Linked DNA regions of Ovis aries: region 1 is linked to region 2. Evidence: chromatin contacts called from public Hi-C data. All regions are on one chromosome and are shown on one strand. The core of a region is the stretch at or near the end of the contact, and the rest is flanking DNA. Distances in the headings are between cores, read along the strand shown.

Region 1 (2,700 bases), core at 111-2,610, 120 kb after region 2:
TCTTGGTTTAACCGCCAGGCTTTTAGGGAGCTAGCTGTTTTATAGAAGGGGGACTCGCCCTGATAAATTAGTGATTAGTGCAAATGTCGCCAGTTTCCTGCACTCAAGGAAGCTCTAGACCACTTCGGGTCCAGACTTCAGAAAAATGACTCTTTAAAAGAAAAAAAAAATTACATGACAGTGTATCAATGGCTGTGACAATAGTATATTCTAAAAAACATAAAATAAAAAAAGATGCCGGTGATGATAACTGGGGGGGGGGGGAACCTCTGCTGCTGCCTACCTCCTATGTAAGCTGCCGCTGAAGGTGGTTAATTTAAACCCAGTTCTCCCCTACTGGAAGTGGCGAGCGGGCAGCGGGGGAGAGCCACCCGGTTTCCAGCTCCCCGTGGACCTGACGGGACTGGGACTGAGACTGGCTTGCGCGAAGCCCCGGATGGCTCAACCAGGCGCTCCAGTTGTCTCTCACCACCTTCCTCCAACGCAGACCCCCAAGTTAGAAACGCAACTCCCGGAGCACAATGACAAGAAAGCACACAAAAGGAGCAAGGCAGCCGCTCCCATCCGTACCTTTGACTTGACTTTCATACTCGGCGATGATCTCTTTGTCCTTTTTGAATCTGCTCGGAGTGGACATTATCCAGCTGTTCTGGGTTTGCTTTCAATGGGCAAGTTCTGTGAGGGGTCACCGACCAGTCAGTCTCCTCGGAGAAGCAGAGAGTTGTACTCCCAAATGCCGGGAACCCAGAAGCAGCACCGACGGGAGGGAGAGGAGGAGGAGGAGGAGGAGGAGGAGGGGAAAAAAAAGGAGCGAGCCGAGGACTAGATTAACCCGGGCGCTGGCACCATACTCTCGGGATCGAGCTGCCGTCGGCGATGCGGAGGGGCGCCCAGGGCTCGGGGCCGGAGGGGGCCGGAGAGGCCCGGCGCGCCGGCGAACTCCAGCAGGCGAGTGGCGGGGGGCGTCTCCCTGCCCACCCCACCCGGAGCCCGGCCACTTCCTCTACAGCCGCTGGGCGGACGCGGGGATCGCGCCGGCGCTCCGCACCATTGTTAGCCACCCGCACGGGGAGCGTGGGGCAGGGCCAGCCGGGGAGGGCGGGCGCCGCGACCCTCCCTTCCTGCTCAGCCGCCCGCTCCGGCGCTCAGGGGTCCCGCCCGGGCTGGGGATGCTGCTGCCGCTCCTCCGTCGGCACACACGGCTGCTACTGCCCCGGGCAGGGTAGAGGAATCGCAATCCTAAAACGAGTCCCGGGCGGCCGCCGCGAGGGCGGCTAACGCGCTGTAAGAACGCGTCCTGGGCGCAGCCCCGGCGGAGTTTAGGTTTCCACCGCCGGCGCCTCGCGGGGCCTCCGCCTCCCGGGCCACCGTGCGCCGAGACGGCCTCTTTCTCCCGGTCCCCCTTGCCGCTGCTGCCCCCAGGAGGCCGCCGGCTACCGGCACACCCGCACGCGCCCCTGGAGGAGCCGCGCCCCTGGCGGCCGCAAAGTTGCAGGCGCGCTCACGGCCCGCGGCTCCCCGGCGCCTGGGGAGTGAGCTGCGGGCGGCACCGGCCCGGGCGGCCGCGCCGGGCTCGGCGAGGCGGGGCAGGGCTCGCGGGAGGGGCCCGATCGACCTCTCTTCTCCACCCTCGCCCCGCTCCTCCCCACCGGCGCGGTAAGCAAGCGCGGCGCTTCTCCAGGAAGATGGATGCCTCTTGTGGCCAACCGCAGCCCGACCCTGCGTGCCGAGCCCGGCGGCCGTGGGCGACGCCCCCAGCGCCTCCCCGGCTTGCGTTGCCCCAGCCGCTGGAAAACCCCACCCGACCGGTGGGCAGTCTTCGAATCTGTGTGAGGGCTGTGGTGGGGCTCTTTTGAGTCCAGTGGGGAAAATCAGACTTTGGATGTCTCCATGAAAGAATAGGATGTTACTCCCAACCCCAGTAGAAATACTGGAGTCTGAATTGTCTTGGATGTTAAGAATAAAAATGTAAAAAAAGCTAAGCTATTCGATCAGGCAGAGAAAAATATCCATCTTGAGCACCGTATTCGCCCCATCCTAAAAGTAGCTAGAGAATGTCAGCATGGTGGGAAAGGCGTGGTGGGGAAACAGGTAGTACTTAAGATATCTCTGGGTTTGGGCGGACACATTTAGCGTTTGGGACCTTCTCCACTTCCCAGGGGCTCAGTGGTAAAGAATCCGCCTGCCTGTGCAGGAGATGCGGGTTCGATCCCTGAGTGGGGAAGATCTGGAGGAGGAAATGACAACCCACTCCAGTATTCCTGCCTCGAAAATTTCATGGACAGAGGAGCCTGGCGGGCTACAGTCAACAGCATGGAAAAGAGTTCGGTATGACTGAGCACGCACGCACAATGTCCTTCTCCAATATTACTGGCCTGATTTATCAAAGTGATTTGTCCAAAGGCGTGTCCGTATCAAATGGTGCTAGATCTAAACAGAGTAGGGACTTTGAGACTTTATTCATTCTTGTATCCAGTGATAAGATTTCTTACTGTAGGCCAACCACCAAATATGAACTAGGGACTCAAGAGAATTCTGCCCTAAAGGGTCTCAAGATCTATTGTTGTATAAATAAGTAATTACGGGCAGTACTGTAGAGCTGTAAGAGAGCTACTCCCTCTTTGGGAGCCTTGAGGAAAGAAAAATGCACCGAATAAAAGGCTGGGGGAGAAAGTCTTCCCAGAGAAGAGATATTTGTAC
Region 2 (2,700 bases), core at 41-2,540:
GTCTGAATGCATGGCACAGAGCCGTCTGCCACTCCACTGAATCCGTCTCTGGCACAGGTGCCAAGTCGCCCTGAGCTTAGACAAGCCCCAGTCTGCAGGGCACTTCAGGCCCCGTTGCCTAGCCTGTGGCTCTCCTGAACGCCAGCAGTTCAGTACAGGATGAATACATTATTTCTTCTTCCCTCCGGTTACAGGGTTGGCTGGCCGGGATCCTCCCAGAGGCAGAGCACTCTGCCCAAACCCAGTGAAACACTTCAGATTATTCTGCAGTCCCTCCCGGAGGTTGAAATAATAGCTACTTACAGTCCTCAGACCTATGCATGAGCATTACTTACAGAGGAAGGGTCACAAACTTATCACCTTCAGAGGCCAGACGAGTCCCATAAATGAGTGAATCAAGCTGGGTATGTAATACCAAGGAAAGACAAGGATTGCTTAAGCAGGAATACATACCTCATCCAGCCACCAGACTCCAGGTAATGACTGCTGTATAGCATGCCTGATGCAGTTATATGCCAAATCTGACCTTTTTAGACAGAAGCCAGAAATCTGATTTGGGGGTAGAATCACCAAATTTTAAAATATCAGCAACTAATTAAAACAAAATAAAACTCTGTCCAAACCATTGAAAATCCATCCTTGTGCCAGATTTTGCCTCTGGAATACCATTTTGTGATCAATGACAGAAATTCTAAGCTTTGTAGATGAAATTAATACCTTCTCCAGTTGTCAGAAATTGAAGAGAAACAAGATTCAGATTAATGATAACTTTGGGGCCCTCATGAGTCAGGCAACAATGTAAATGATATGTGGAAAACCAATCAAAATCATTTAAGGTGGCATATTTAGTGAATAATATTTTTTCCTGGCTTTTTGTAACTTGGATGTGAAGTGGGATTTCTTCTAAAACTCTCATACTCATTCTCAGAATTGAGAAAATTCTCTCCTGGGGCTCAGCCTAAATCTGGAGGATGGTCTGAAGTCTAATCTTATTGGGACAGTTTCTCAATATGAGAACTGTCCATGCTGACTCTGGGAATCAGAGAAAAGCACAATTGCTCCCAATGCTGGTACAAATCCCATTAACTATCACTGCTATCAACGGCTCTACTGGACAATATGTGATTCCCACTTATATTTTGTTTCTCTCCTCTTTGGACATGTGTTAGACAAAAAGAAGAATCACAGAATCTCAAATGTACAACAAGCTTAGAAATCACTGAGTCTAGTGATCAAACTCCCCCCGAATCCAAGCCTGTCCAGAACTTACTATCTCTTTCCCAAGAACAGTCTGTGCTACTGTTGGGCAACTCCAACCTTTAGAGAAGTCTCCTTGAACTGAAACAAGAACCCCCTCCACTGGTTCAACAAAAAACATATCAAATGCCAACAATATGACTCATGCTAGCTGCTTTTATATAAAGATGAATAAACTGGGGCACCCTACCCCCTCTGCAAAGAACTCACAGAAATACTTTTCAAATTAAATATCAAACTTCCACAGATACTGTGTATGAGTAAGCACACTTAAGAGACAGGGCAAAGTCAACCAATTAAAAAGTTCAGTGTGTAAGACAACTCATGAGAAATCAATACTTAAAGGAAAAGAAAGGTTTAACAGTTATGGGGAAATGGTTATGAATACTTATACGAAACTTCTTTCAAAAACCATCTTTTTCTAGTCACTCTGGAAACCAAAGGCTAAAAGGAAGACTACTGCCAAGTTCATTACCTACTACAATAGGAGCAGATTTACTCACCCATAACCTCTGTACTTGAATCTCTGTACAAATCCAGATTTCAGTATCACCACCTTTTTTCACTTAACAAACCTTTCATTAATATCTGTAACCTTGTTCTGCAATGCTCTCCCTTAAGCTTAAATCAAGTAAAAGATATTCAGTCAACATCCTACCCACTTCTCTAAAATCTCAAATTGCCCAATTAAGAGAAAATCAAGAAAAAAATTTAGTATATGGTAAAGTTCACATGACAGTTAGCTGCTGAGAAGAGTTGGTCCAATACAAACTTGGTCATAAATTTAGCAGAAAGCTTTATTTCTCCCACTGAGCATAAGTGAAAATTTCCTCTGTTACTATGATCATGCTACTATGATTTGTTTTTCCTTTGAAAGGCAAGTTCAATTCTGAGTCCTGACCTTAGGTAATTTACATAATCTTATTTCTCAATTAAATCCAATTTCATAGGGTTGTGATGAAAATTAAAGTAGCTAACGCATGGAAAAAAATAGCTTCCCATAGAAAACTCTCCACAAATGGTACCTATGAATATTGATATTATTATTACAACTGTTGGTCACAAAACATCTTCACATGTTTCTCAAGAATACACATTTTTGTGAGTTCTAACACACTGTATACTCCATTTTGGGGGTGGTGATCATGCCTATTAAAAATCCACTTTTATTTTCTCCATCATTCATGTAAGACATACTCATTTTACAAGATTATAAAAGTAGAAAGAAGGAGGGAAATTACCCATCTCGTGAATACACCTGTTAATATGGCAAAATTACTTTCGTGCTTTTTAAAAATAGACGTGCTGTGTTCTAAGTTGCTTCAGTCATGTCTGACTCTCTGCGATCCTATGGACTAAAGCCCTCCAGGCTCCTCTGTCCATGGGAATCTCCAGGCAAAACTACTGGAGTGACTGCCATGCCTCTCTCCATTAAATTATACA

The links. A called contact is a pair of places that touch in the nucleus more often than the background predicts.
Region 1: a contact with region 2 is called in a Hi-C map of skin fibroblasts, with 2.7 times the contacts expected there. The contact joins the promoter of SRGAP1 here to the enhancer-like site in region 2. A contact is called at or near these places in 2 of 16 Hi-C or Micro-C datasets (omental adipose tissue and skin fibroblasts).

Annotation. Positions count from the first base shown.
Region 1 is chr3:156,043,529-156,046,228 of ARS-UI_Ramb_v3.0, forward strand. SRGAP1 (SLIT-ROBO Rho GTPase activating protein 1) reads right to left here and starts at 1,361. Exons shown (of 22, transcript XM_027967491.3): 1 at 571-1,361. The coding sequence starts at 637.
Region 2 is chr3:155,919,746-155,922,445 of ARS-UI_Ramb_v3.0, forward strand. The region is part of intron 1 of SRGAP1 (SLIT-ROBO Rho GTPase activating protein 1); the gene reads right to left. Among named protein-coding and RNA genes, the nearest start is that of SRGAP1, 120 kb to the right of the region's middle. Within about 2 kb of position 1,291, at least 9 of the 54 cell types and tissues checked have an H3K27ac peak or open chromatin away from gene starts, as enhancers often do.